Linked DNA regions of Pan troglodytes: region 1 is linked to region 2. Evidence: chromatin contacts called from public Hi-C data. All regions are on one chromosome and are shown on one strand. Each heading gives the region's core, a stretch centred on a gene start, on an enhancer-like site or on the middle of the called end of the contact. The rest is flanking DNA. Distances are from core to core; before and after follow the strand shown.

Region 1 (7,080 bases), core at 688-3,187, 290 kb before region 2:
TTCTGATACAACATCTTTACTTAATGTATAAATATTAACTAGGAGTTGACTTTCACACCAGCTATCTTGTCATTACAAGATAATCGGATACTCTTTCAGAGATTACGCACCTTCTCTAAATGCTATAGCAAATTAAAGCAATGGAAGCAGAGTCCTAGGTAACTCCCTGAACCCAACCCATGCAAGCCGTTTTTTCAAAAGTGTCACAACTTCTCCCACCTTTTCAGAGCAGCTTGCTTGGTGGGGTAGGAGTAGTTGAAGTCGCTGTTGGAACTGTAGCTGCTGCTGTCTTCATCCGGGGAAATATTGAATCGTCCCATTTCGGCCTTCTTCATGCTAAGCACTGGGAGGAATCGGGTGCAGCTAGTAGCGCTGGGCTCCTTTTGTCCTTGGCGGTGGGTGCAGCGGCCCGCGAGTCGGCCTGCGAATGTAGAGGCGGCGCGTCAGGACCGCAGCGCCAGCCCGCCGCGGTCACGTGACGCCGCCGGGAGGCGCAGCGCGGCTGATTCATCCCAGGCCAGGCGAGTGGAAAAGTACCAGCCGCGCGCGAGGGGCGGGGGCGCGCCGAGGGGCGGAAAAGTACAGACGGCGGAGCCGCGGAGAACAAAGATGATGCCACCGCTGTGTTGCGGCCGTCGAGGCCCCCTACTCCGGCAGATTTCAGTATTTCACCCTCTCTATTGTCCCTCGTCGGAGTGGAGGGGGCGAGGGGGGTTCTGTTTTGCTTTTTCCCAGTCGCTCCAAACGTGCACAGGCACTCAGGGCACACATCCAGCCCCGACCCTGGCTCGTGTGCATGCAACCTAGGCGCACGGCTTTCCGTTTCTAGCATTTGGAACAGCAATGCTGCGTAATCTGTCCTTTACTGCCCGGAGTCCCCACACGGGGAAATGCCTCTGCCGCAGACAGCCTTCCCCAGGAGGCGGAAAGGGCCGACACTACTCCTCTCTCGAGGGGGGCGAACGCCCGGGCCCCGGGAGCTGGGGGTTTGTTTACACACGCGCGCCAGTGCCCTCAAGCACACCCGTCCACAGGCAGCTGGCCCGCGAGTGCTACGCCCGCCCAGCCCCTCCTATGTCCGGAAAGAAAACTGATGCAATATCGATCGTCGATTGTCAAATGTTCCCAACTCGTCTTCCCCAATCTTGGCCTCTCCTGTAATACATGCCCAAGCCCACCTCCGCCGCCCCCAGATTCCTGGTTCCCTGGACTTAATTTTTTTTTTTTATTATTAAATGCAAATCAGTCACAAGACTTGCCGCAGCAGAGCCGCTGGCCGGGCTAGTTCCCCTCCCCCTAATGGGAAGATGCGGCTCCGCACCGTGCAGGCACGCGGCCCCCGCCCAGCGCCCGCTCTCCTGCCCACGTCGCGGGCGCGACACCCGCGCGGCGGGCCAGGGTGGAAGGCTGGCCAGCCCAACCGACAACGCCCGCCTCGAAAGGAAACGGACCCCGCGGCCGCCTTCCCGCGCGGCCCCTCCCGGAAGCCCCTCCCCCACTCTCGCCCGGGCCCCGCGCCCTTCCCACAGACGCCCCCCCGCACGCGTTACCTCGGTGGTCTCTGTTCTCACGCAGACGTCTTCAGTGGGTTTCTCTCAGTCAAATACAAATCATAAAAAACAAACAAAAAATTTCCCCAAATCCAACAACAGGCAGGAAAAATAATTTTAATAAAAAAGGAAAAGACAAATTGCCGCCCCAATCCTCCGGCGTCCGCCGTGTCAAGGGAAAGGCGCGAGCGTGCGGTAACGCGTGGTCGGGCTGCTGCTAGCAGTACTGGGAAGGCGTTCTAAGGCGGCGGCGTCGCGCGGCTCTGGAGCAGCCCTGCGAGCGGCGGGTTATAGCGGCACCCCGGGAACGCGTCAGTGGGCGGGACCGCGGCCGCCCGGGCGCCTTCTCTTTGTGTATCAACACCACCTGGGCCCCGCCTCCGACCCGCCCAGACCGAGGCCCCGCCTCCCTGCCCCTCCCTCTGCGGCCCGCGCCCGCGGCCCAGCCCCGCCCGCAGGCGCCCCCAAGACTCTCCCGCAAAGCCCAAGCCCACTCTCTCCAGCTTTCTAGATAGTCTGGAAAGACCCCCAGATGCTTCCCCTGCCTATCCTTTTCAGCCAGGGTTGGTGCTCAACACATGCGGTTGTCTTTGAGGAGCCATCTCCTTAAAATTTTCTCCTGTCCGAGTCACCAGCAGTCCTTGCTTTCGGGGGACACATCAAGGCTTTTGGGGGACACCACCCTCCCACCAAACACTTTCTTGATTGTTATTTTTGTGATTTACAGTGAGGTTTTGTCTCACAAACTTGGGCCAAGGCAGCAAGGTTGTCCTGATGGTTTGTTGTTCTTTCTTTTCCACCTAGACCTGCTTTCACTCTTCAAAACTAGCCGGAGGTCGGCGAGCAGCTCCTTTTCGGGATGTGCTTTTTGTACGGCCATGGAAACTGGACTAGCGGAAAGGCTACCTTTTGGCCAGCAAGCCAGGCGCCTTAGAAAGAGGCCCCAGTGGGGAGCCCGGCGCTCCTAAGGCCGTTTGGGAGTCCCCAGTTTTCCATTCGCTGACACGTTGCTTCTCTTATCCCACCACCGCCGCCCCCGGCAAAGGCACTGCCTTGTCTGAATGCGGGTCTGAGGCGCTTTCTGCGGAGCCTGGTCCTTTCCCTTCAATGGTGATGTGGTCTTGCTGAGCCAGGCAACTAGGGAGACCCTTCGCTGTGGAAAAATTGGTGCTGCGGGAAAGGCAAGACTCACTCCCTTGCAGGAAACAAAGACCCCTTAGGAGAGAGAAATGTTCATGGAATGAATGAATAAACAAGTTTGACCTACTGCTCTCTTCCTTTTGGGGACTTGGGAGAAATTGGGCAGGGCATAGAGGAAAGGGCTGGGTGTGATCGCAGTTTTTGCTTTCAATGTTTTACTGAGGAAATCCGTACAACTGCCTATTTCCGCCGCACGTGAGGCTTCGGGTGCCCTCGCCTGCACCAGTGTTTATGATTGACAAGCGAGGTCCCGATTTCCCCCATCACACTCCTGTGTTCCCTACCCTAAACCTTCTACTCTGTTCAGGCCAGTCTTCCCTACCGCAAACCTTCTACTCTGTTCAGGCCAGTCTTAAATAATAGCCATTCTTGCTTTAGTGTCCAATCTCCTCTCATCCCCTTAAATGCCGCTATCATGCAAGGCTTAGTCTTCGAGCCACAGGAAAGCGCCCCGCATGCCTTAATCCCTCCGTACTCAGCCCTCTTTTTGCAGGTACTATTTTCTAAAACAATATGGTGACGGACTTTTAAAAATCCGTGCTGTCATGCACTCAAAATCGTTCCAGACTATTGGTAGTATCATCTGCCCAAAGATTGTGAACTCCCCAAGGGCAGGTTTGGAATTTGACACACAATTAGGGCTGAAAAAACTATCTTCCTTCCACATACATTCCCCAGTAAAATCAATCAACTCTTCTTGTCACAACAATCTTGGTAGTGGTAGGTTAGAGAGGAGTCCCAGGAAGTTTCTTTATATTAGGTTTCAACTGATAACAATCAAAAGGTCTTAAACCACTTTTTCATTCCAGATGAATCTCTGGTCGTTTCCTCTGCCCAGTTAGAGGTGCTAAGGAGGCCCTCAGGGTTGGTAGTTATGGGTGGCAAGTGGCACTATAAGTAAATCTCATGTCTTTTGGACTTTTTGGTGGTTTGTATTGCAACACATATTTAGGAGAAGCACAATACCTGTACAGCTGAGGGCAAAGTGGGGGGCAGGGGCGGGGGGGAGCTGCAATATTGATCTGGTCTCTGTATGATCAGAACTTGAACAGTAAATGACAAAAAAAGAAGGGTGGAGGGGTGAAACTTCCATGTTTTTATTGCCAGTTTGATTGGTCTTTTCGAGGGCCAAACTGAGGCATGCCTGCTAACTCCATCAGACTTCCAACTGAGGCCTGATGTGCTCTGAGCAATTGCTGTTATGTTTTGGGCTCGAATGCATTGGACACAGTGTCCTCATTCAATTTCTGGGAAACGATATTGCCAAATACCTATTGGTCAGTGCGCTATAATTTTGTTTGATTTCTAAGCTAATGTTCTAGAAGAGCAGCATTTTTTAAACTTTCAGAATGGGACCAAGTGGTGGATAGTGATGAATTCAGTGGATTAGTACTAGCTTTCTATTTTCTTCAATGCAGTAGAACAGAATAATTTTTTAAAAAAATCAGTATGTCATATGTACTATATTCTGTAAATCTTTTATCTTGATTATGTGTATATATATGTGTGTATATATGTATACATATGTATACATATATGTGATTATGTGTGTCTGTATATATATGTGTGTGTGTATTATGAGTTGTGATGTAAAACAGGGGTCCCCAACCCCTGGGCAGCAGACTGGTACCAGTCTGAAGCCTGTTAGGAACTGGGCTGCACAGCAGGAGGTGAGTGGCAGTTCAGCCAGCATTTGGCCTGATCAGTGGTGGCATTAGATTCTCATAGGGGCACAAACCCTATTGTGAACTGCACATGTGAGGGATCTAGGTTGCATACTTCTTATGAGAATCTAACTAATGCCTGACAATCTGAGGTAGGACAGTTTCATCCTGAAACCATCTCCCCCAATTTTTTTGTGGAAAAATTGTCTTCCACAAGACCGGTCCCTGGTGCCAAAATGTTGGGGACTGCTGATGTAAAATGTATTTCTTGCTGTGGTTTGGGGGGGGTCAAAGAATTTTGAAAGCTAGTGAAATTGAATCTTATTTCCTATCCTAAGACAGAAAAACTGTCACAAAAATCAGTTATCAATTCTGGATTTTCAGGAATGCATTGTCAGGATAGATTGTTAGAACTATTTATTGAAGGTAGGTAGCTATGTTCTGTACAATTTTTTGACCATTATTTCCTGATAAAATAGAGTGGGTCTGTTTCCTGGAAGCTGTCATTGGTTGACATTTTCTACTTGTTGTTAAACAACTGGTTTTTAAGATGACCCTCAAAATTCTATTTATCCAGCACTACAATTTGCCAAAAGTGGGCTTACATATAAAATTTGATTTTCTCTACCCTCCATTTCCAATTGTATAGTTTCATTCGCAGATTAGCTTCTATGGCTTTCTTTTATCTGTCCCAGCCCATATTTCCAATCTTATTTCCCATTATTCCTTGTGGTAGGCAGCTTCTAGGATAGGCCCCAATAAATCACCACCTGCTGGTATTCATACATATTTGTAATCCCCTCTCCTTGAATATAGGCTGGACCTAGTGATGCACTTCTATGTGGCAAAAGTGATGGCATGTCACTTCTGAGGCTAGGTTACAAAAAGACAGACTGGGCGTGGTGGCTCATGCCTGTAATCCCAGCACTTTGGGAGGCCGAGGAGGGTGGATCACCTGAGGTCAGGAGCTTGAGACCAGCCTGACCAACATGACAAAATCCCGTCTCTACTAAAAATACAAAAATTAGCTGGGCATGGTGGCGCATGCCTGTAATCCCAGCTACTCAGGAGGCTGAGGCAGGAGAATGGCTCGAACCTGGGAGGCGGAGATTGCGGTGAGCCGAGTTCACGCCATTTCACTCCAGCCTGGGCAACAAGAGCGAAACTCCTTCTCAAAAAAAAGAAAAAAAAGACTGTGGCTTCTATCTTGTTCTCTTGTTCACTTTCTCTGGTTCTCTCCTTCATTTGCTTTGAAGGAAACAAGCTGCCATCTTGTGAGCTGTCCTATGGAGAGGCCCACATGTCAAGGAATGGATGTTTCTGGCAACTACCAGGTAGAACCTGTGGCCTGCCAATAGTCATATGAGTAAGTGTGGAAGCAGATTCCACCCATTTGAACTTTGAGATGACTGTAGTCCCAGCTAATACCTTAGCCAGAGGACCAGATAAGCTCAGCCCAGATTTCTGACCCATAGAAACAAGTGATAACAAATGTTTATTGTTTTAAGCCACTACATTTTGGCACATTTTATTACTCAGCAGTAGATAACCAATATATTCCCCTTCATATACCCTATGCTTTTGCCAATATTTGTTGCTCAGTGTTCTCAATATAAACTGTTTTCCATTTAAACCATTTCTACTACTTGGAATGTTCTTCATACCTCCTCTTCCCTGCCACTATATATTTAAATTATATCCTTCCTTTGAAGCCCAGCTTAAATATCACAACTTGTATCAGCTCCTCTTTATTTGGTGATCCCATTTGAAACTGATCTCACTTTACTTTCAACTTAGTGCTTTATAAATATCCTTTTTTTTGGTGACACTTCTTTTCCTGTTGTCTACATATTAGATTTGATGTTAGTGTCTTTGCAGGGCAGCCTCTTGCTAATTACACCCAGTCCAGTTACTTGTAAAAATAAGGCACTTTTTGAATATATAAATGAATTAAATACTTCTTTCTTTATAGTACTTATCACCACCTGAAATTATGTTAAATATGTTTATTTATTTACTTTTTCATTGTTTGTCTCCCTCACTAGAACGTAAGTGCACAAGGGCAGGGATTTAATCAGCTTTGATCACTGCTAGTTCCAGCACCTGAAATAGTTCCTGACAATACATTTGCTGAATGAATAAATACAGGGTAAATAGTTTTGAGTTTCTCAAGAACCAAGAGAAACCTATTATATGTTATGTCTAAAGGGCATCTATCCTATCCCTTACTGCCTAAAGCAGAACTCTTGATTTCTTTATCAAAACTATTTTTCCTCGAACCTTTCCAAGTCAGAATAACACCATGATTCATAAGGGAGCTCAGGCCCCAAACCAAGGAACCATGTTGAGTCCTCCTTTTCCTCAAATAACCAACCCATCACCAAGTCATGAGGGCTCTGCCTCCACATATATTCAGAATTCTGTTGCTTCTCACCATCTGCATTGCTCTGGCCCTAGTGAGACTATCATCTCTCTCAAGACATCTCCTGAATCATAGCCTAACTCATGTGTGGGTTTCCATTCGTGGTGCTCACACACAGTCCATTCTCTGTGAGTCATTTAGTAGCCATATTGGTAATCGGATTGAAAAAACAGTACATAAAGGGTTTGGTACTATCCGCAGTTTTAGGCATCCACAGAGGGTCTTGAAATGTATTTCAAGCAGA
Region 2 (7,030 bases), core at 1,525-4,024:
AGTGAGCCAATCCCAGTGCTTTAAAAAGAACATGTTAAGTGAGGAGCATAAGCCTGTTTCCTGAGTAATGACTTCAGTTAAATTGACACACACATAGCCAAATGTTCTTTGTGCCTGGCAGGACCCAGGAGAAATCACCTAATCTATAATTATAATGCCCATATACACTGGCATCAAAATTTCCACCCCACTTGGATGCAAAATTGTACTTTAGTGCTCAAAAAAATTTTTTTTTTCTTAACTGCCTCTACGCCTTTGTATAAGAGACTCTTGTAGCTAACACCTTTTTATTTATGAGAAAAACATTTGCAAGTCTTTTTTTTGTTTGTTTAATTTAGTTTTTACCAGAAAATAAGGGGCCGTGTACAGCATATTCATGGAGACTAAATTAACTAATAGGGTTTAACTGTCGGTTGAGTGTTCTGAGAAAATGTCTGGGAAATGAACTTATAAACAGAAGGCCAGTGTTCAGGGTCCCTAGAGAAATAATGATGGGTCCTGCTCACTGAACATTTTGTGCCTCAGAGCGGCCAAAGGTGGGAGAAGAGGGAAAGAAAGCGACTAAGTGTGTGGAGAAGTTGGAGTGGTGTTTTTACCAACGGGTGTGCTCAGGATTTTTTTAAACAATGATATGTGCAAGTCGTTATTTAGAACAATGTACGAAAGCGTATAATAAATATATATGTGGATGATTGGGGTTGGCTATTAAGGGAAATACAGAACTGATTTTCCAAATGCCTTGCAGACTGCCGGACTCTGGAATGCTGGTTTTAAGCTGCTCACAAGAGCTACTACCTAATTGGAGCTCTGTGTATCTCTGAGCTTACAACTCTGGGGGACTTTTAAAAAAACTGTTGTTGTTAGAACCTTCTATTTTGAACAAATGGGCTAGTAAGAACAAAAGTAGAAGTGTCTCTTGTACAAAAAAGAGAAGACTTAGCTTAGGAAACCTGAACACACTTTAAAAAAATACCAGGAGGCTTTGATTTTTATGTTTTACTTTTGTGTTATGCATATATATCATCTCCCACCTAAAGTGATCAGGAAGGAGTCTGAAGAATGAAGATAATTTTTAAATAACAAATATTCCAATATTTGTTTATTCTGTGCCCAGGAGGCAGAGAGAACAACAAATGTGGTCCCTGTATTTTGTCTTCTCCATACTCTTTGCTCTGTGACTTCCTTTCTACTTCCTTATTTAGTCTGAATTTTAATATGTAGTATTCAAGTGGGCTCATAATGCTCATTTCCTTTCAATGAGATTTTCCAGTAAATATACTGACTCCACTGTTCACAGGAAATTACCCGGTTGGTGAGCACGTGTATAATTTTACCTCGATATATAACCCGGGGTATCTGCCTGTCTCCATGGCAGGATCCACCTCCTCTGCTGACAGGCTCTGTCTCTCTGTTTCTGCATTCATATTAAACACACAGAAGCAACATTTTACCTTTTAGAAGACATTAATTGAACAATTGATATGTAATTTTCCTTCTTGCAAAAATAGATTATAACTACTGTTTAGAATAGAAAACTAGCAGAAAAATTTTTGGAATTATAATAACATAGACACATTTTTAAATAGAGAAGACAAAACAGTCACAGAGAGAAGATAAGAGTAATTCCACAGAGTTTGCCTGGGAGAGGAATGGGTCTTGGAAGGAAGTCTTTAGAAGAAATATTGGTGCCAAAGAGACTGCTTAAAGAAAGGGCTCACCAAGGCTTAGAAATGAGAGAGAGCGAGCAAGAGAGAGAATACTCCACCCATCTGCAAGGAGGCAGATACTAACTTGCCCTGAGAATCAAGACAGCCTTGTTTGTACAGAATAAGCACAAATACTTCTCATGTAAAGATATTTTCTAAGATGAATGTTTTGAAGGTAAAATGTTAAGATTGTATATGTCTCAACAGTTTCTAAACACAATTAAGCATGAAGTGATCACAAACTCATCAGTTTATGCCCCTCTGTCATAATCATTATGAGCATCCCCTTTCACTCTAAAAAATGGCTCCGACTGCATAATAAATTATATGGTTGTGCTGATCAGGAGGAGCATTTGGAAACAGGACCTTTATTGAGTTGTTACGTCATAGAATTCTATCTTTGCCGTTAAAGATTTTGTAATCTCAAGCAGAAAACTCTGAAATAATATTCAGTGTAGAGGGAGGGTGAATGTTTCTGTCTTGTGTTAAAGAAATATGCAAGGGGTGGCCTCAAGTTCTCATTTCTGACTTCCTTTTCTGGTAATGCTGGCCGGAGCATCTCCAAGAAGTTTAATCTTCCTTTGCACAGGGTTAAGAAAGGAACAAAGGACAGGATTTTTCTAAACAATGATATGTGCAAGTCATTATTTAGAACATGACATATGTACAAACATATCTTTCACATGAGCAAGGCAAATACAACTCACTTGGATTTTCCTGCTAAACGTATACAATGGGCTGCCAAAAGTTTCAGTCTCAGGAAATTAGAAAAAACACCAAGGGAGGTCTCTGACCATTTGATTAAGTCTAGAACCTGCCACTAATAGAAAATTCAGTGGAGAGATTCTTATCTTTCTGTGGCTGTTGCAACAATGAGGAGACATATATGTAAATACTAATGTTGCTACCTAACCACAGCATTGAAACAGAATTCTTTCCTTATAGCCTTGGACTGCTTAGTCATCCTGAGAGAGTACCCCTCTCTCAAATGCTCCCTCTACAACAGTGAGACTGTGATGAGAACAATTGCAGTTCAACAATCTGTTGAAGGAGGGAGAAGCCAGGAGCTCCAATACTGACTGGTGTATGGATCTCCTTCAGTCTGATTCTTTCTTAGTTTCTTGCTAGTTCAGTGTCCCCTAGTGGTAACTGGCCTCATTAATGAACAAGCTGGTCACAGGAAATAGACTGGGAGACCTGTATAATCATGGTCTCTTTCATTTGTGTTTTATAATGAACACATATTCTTAGGACCTACTAAGTGCCAGGTAGTACATCTTCTCATTAACTCTCTGAGTAGGAGATTAGCAACATCTAAAATAAGAAACAGAGGTTCTTATCTACAGAGATAAGAAAACGGAGGTTCAAGGAGCCTAGGTGGCATAGCCAAAGATTGGTATGTTGTAAGAGTCAGAGCCAGGATTTGAAACTAGGATGTTTGATCCTTAGTCCTAATGTTGTTGTTGTTGTATTTGTTGATTTTTAACTGTATTCTCATGTTTCATGAGTCCAAGATGACAGACATTTTCTAGACACAAATACAGCATAGTGGTAATTAGGAAAGGAGCCTCAAGATCACTGAATCTCTTCTGCCTCACCTTGGCTGCCTCTGACCTTTCTGACTTTGTGAGGGTTGGGAGGGCACAGGATAGAATGAACAAAGAACTGGCCTTATTTGGACACACCTGGGTTTACATCCTAGCTCCACTACTCCACCATTCACTCAATAAATATCTATGGAGTACCAACCATACTCTAGGCCCCAGAGACACAGTGATACAGAACCGAGAAAATATTCTTCATTGTATTTCTCTTTCTCTCTGATCCCCAGTTCTGTCAACCCTAAGATTGAGGTGGGTATACCACTGAATATTTTTGGAAGGTGAATATTAAAAGTTATCTAACATGTTATGAAAAGAAAGATAGCTGGTAATTGAGGGCAAAATGGTAATACTGATGGCCCAGTGCAAGGCAGCTTTTGCAAGCTGAAGACAACTGATTGGTCCAATATTCTTAGAACCCTCTTTTGAGCTGGCTGTCTTTAGATATAATGAAATCTGTGTACCATCACATATTTTACTTAGCCAAGTCCTGAATTCTGTTTGTGACATTAAAGGAATGATTTATCTCTTCATCCACTCCAAGCTACGGAGGTGACAGTTCATAATTGTGGAGTTGGGTGTCCAGTGTTGCCACAAAAACAATGGAAAAACTGATATGTTTCCCAGACAAAGGTTGGTGTCTAGATATTTGAGATGATGTCTTTTGAGGAATATATTTAAAAGACTGAATGGTAACATGTTTTTCGTGAGCAATATTTTACGTTATAGTGATGCTAATATAATATTTACTTAGAACTTTGGGTATCTCAGAAGCATATTGTTCCTTAAGGAACTTTGTGTTCCTTTTTCTAATACAATAATTGAGAAAACTGGCTTAGGAAACTAAGAAATCACTGAATGTTAGAGCATGAGCATAACTTAAAGATTTTCTAATTCAACCTCCTCATTTTACAGACTGGAACACAAGTGAGATTATGTATCTTATTCAAAGTAATTCTTTAATCAATTCAACACATATTTATTGTGTGTCTTTCATGTGCTCGGTACTATTGTTCTACATGTTGGGATTACAGCAGTGAGCAAAACAAACACAGTCACTGCTTTCATGGACTTTTATTCTAGTGGGAAGGGGGATATTTAATAAAAATTAAACAAAGAAATATATACAAGGTCAGGTAATGCTAAATGTTAAAGAAAACATAATCAAGCAAGATGAGGGCTAAAGGGTGATGAAAGGGAGTCCTCTCTTAGAAAGAATGTTCAGTGAAGGCAACATTTGAGCACAGTCCCAAATGAGGTAAGGGAGTGAACTGCACGGATATCTGTGGAAAGAACATTGCAGGCAGACAGAACAGCAAGTGCAAAGCCCTGAGGTGGACTCCCACTTAAAGGCCAAGGTGGCCAGAATGCAAAAGTGAAGGGCAAGAGGGGCAGGGAATGTGATCTGAGAGCAGGGAGTGGAGGAGGCACATCCCACAGGGCCTGGTGGGTGTGGTAAGAGCTCTGAGCTTTTAGGCCCTGGAGGGTTTTGAGTTGAGAACAGACATGATCTGATTTATGTTTTAGAAGGATGACACACAAGCCAAGATCAGACTAGAGTCCAGGTCTCTTTAAGGTAGAGCCCATAAGCCTTCCCACTGTCACATGAAATACTGTATACTGGCAGCCAAAACTAAAGAGCAGATCTGGGAAATTTTTAGAAAATCTATATATTCATAATATTACCAAGATTGATGCTTTCAATCAGAGTTTAGTAAACACAAAGTAATAAAAATTATGCTCACACCTTCTTTCATCTCTCTGAAGGAGAAATGACAACATTTTGATACTTTAACATCCTTAACATATTTTAACACATCTTCACCAACTTCCATGACTAAAATAAACTAGGGAAAAGAAAACTGTGCTTCTTGCTGAGAAATCACACACCTCTGGCTTAGGATTTAAGTGAGTGGAGAAAGAAGCTGCCCTCTGAGATCATTTTGTCTGTTCTTGGACTGTGACATGCCTTTTGCACATTACGGGTCAAGCTATGTTTGTTTCTAGCCAAGGTTTATCAATTTATACTCTCGATTGTGAGATTTAAACAAACAGTATTTAAGTGATTTTGAAATGTGCAAAATTTAAAAGGATTCTATACTTGTGAAGAAAGAAGTTTGATATTGTTCCTTAAAGTTGAGACTATTATTCTCTTTTCATTCCTTACTTGAGCAGTATTTTTCTTTCATATAAGGCAGTAAAGTTCATCAAGTTAAGCTGAGTTCAGAATTTCATTATTGTAACTGAATTATTGTGTTTCAGACACTCTCTGATGGTAATAATAATAGCTGCTGTGGATTGAGAATTACTTTAGGGCTAGACGCTTTGCATGCGCTACCTCAAATCTATCCACACTCCTGCAAGGTGCATGCAGTTATCCCCATTTTACAGGAAACTGAGGCTCAGAGGGGTTAATTGATTAGTCCACATCTACTCAGTCAACAAGTAGCAGAACCAATATTTGGACCCTGTCTGGTGTCACAGCTGGTTAGCTTTTTATTCACACACATTATGGCTGTGATTCATGGAGAATTTCCACTAATAAGGATGATTAAATAGAGTTGAGATATCTGGTGTGCACTCACATTCTGCTACTTTTAAATACTTGTTTTAGAATAAGGAATCATAGATTTCAGGATTGGGAGAGACTTTATAGGTCATTTAGCCTAAACTCCCTGTTGATTCCTGCAAAAGCCTTGTCAAGCAATTTTTTTCCAGCTATGCTTCTTCACCTCTAGTGATGTGGAAAGCCTAAGGCAACATTTCCATTATTAAGCCGTTTGAAAATTACAAAGTTCCTCTTTACACTGAGTCAACATCAGCCTCCCTTTTAGCTTTTGAAGCCACATAGAACAGAGGCAGCCATATAATTGGAAGACAGTAATCATACTCCCATTTCAACTTCCATAATAGAATTCCTTATTTACTTGATTTTTCCCTCATAGAATATAGTTTGAGGTCAGGTTTCCATCCTAGTTAATTTCTTCTGCACACTTTTGAGTTTGTCTCTATCTCTTTTAAAGAGAAGCATTCAGAACCTAAGACTGTTTTTGTTTTGTTTTCGATTGGGGTCAGACCGTATGTCTGCCCCTGTCAGATCATGTTACTACTGACTCATGGTGAGGTTACCACTGACTCAAGCCCTGCTGTTTACCCACATTACTGCTAATAAAGCACGCTTCCTCATCCTGGGCTCATACAGTTTTTATCCTGTTTGTCAGCATTTATCTTTATTAGTAAAGATACATAAAAGGTTAAATCCCTTGCTCAAGATTTGCAAGTTATTTTGAATCCTAATGTCAAGGCAAACATCTCTACTTACAAGAAAATCACTTTGCTTCGTGAACACATTTTTATTTCTTTTGCATGATTTCATGTATCTTCATTATGCAAGTGATGTTTTGTAGCATAGGTAGAAATTTGTGTATGTGTTATTTTAAACATTGAGTGCTGGGCTTAATACCCGGGTGACAAAAGAATCTGCACAAAAAGTCCCCGTGACAAGAGTTTACTTATGTAACAAACCTTCACATGTACTTCTGAACCTGAAATAAAAATTAAAAAAATGATATGTTAGCCTATCTTCACAGTGGATAGGCTGAAGATACAGGCCTATAGACACCCTCTGACTTCTGGCAGATTGGTTTGCAGCAGTTTGTTACCTTGATCTTGGCTTGCAGCAAAATGTTGACCGTGAAGGAACCTGGGCTCTCAAAGGAGATG

The links. Hi-C and Micro-C count contacts between places; a contact is called where the count stands out from the background.
Region 1: a contact with region 2 is called in a Hi-C map of induced pluripotent stem cells, with 2.2 times the contacts expected there. The contact joins the promoter of SLC38A2 here to the enhancer-like site in region 2. A contact is called at or near these places in 2 of 7 Hi-C or Micro-C datasets (induced pluripotent stem cells and stem cell-derived neural progenitor cells), 1 of 1 datasets of contacts at active chromatin or transcription factors (stem cell-derived excitatory neurons) and 1 of 1 other capture datasets (stem cell-derived neural stem cells).

Annotation. Positions count from the first base shown.
Region 1 is chr10:49,476,091-49,483,170 of NHGRI_mPanTro3-v2.0_pri, reverse strand. SLC38A2 (solute carrier family 38 member 2) reads right to left here and starts at 1,937. Exons shown (of 16, transcript XM_001164321.7): 1 at 1,551-1,937; 2 at 220-421. The coding sequence starts at 335.
Region 2 is chr10:49,189,360-49,196,389 of NHGRI_mPanTro3-v2.0_pri, reverse strand. No RefSeq gene overlaps it. Among named protein-coding and RNA genes, the nearest start is that of SLC38A4, 170 kb to the right of the region's middle. Within about 2 kb of position 2,774, at least 5 of the 24 cell types and tissues checked have an H3K27ac peak or open chromatin away from gene starts, as enhancers often do. A contact at or near this core is called in induced pluripotent stem cells, where this site is marked.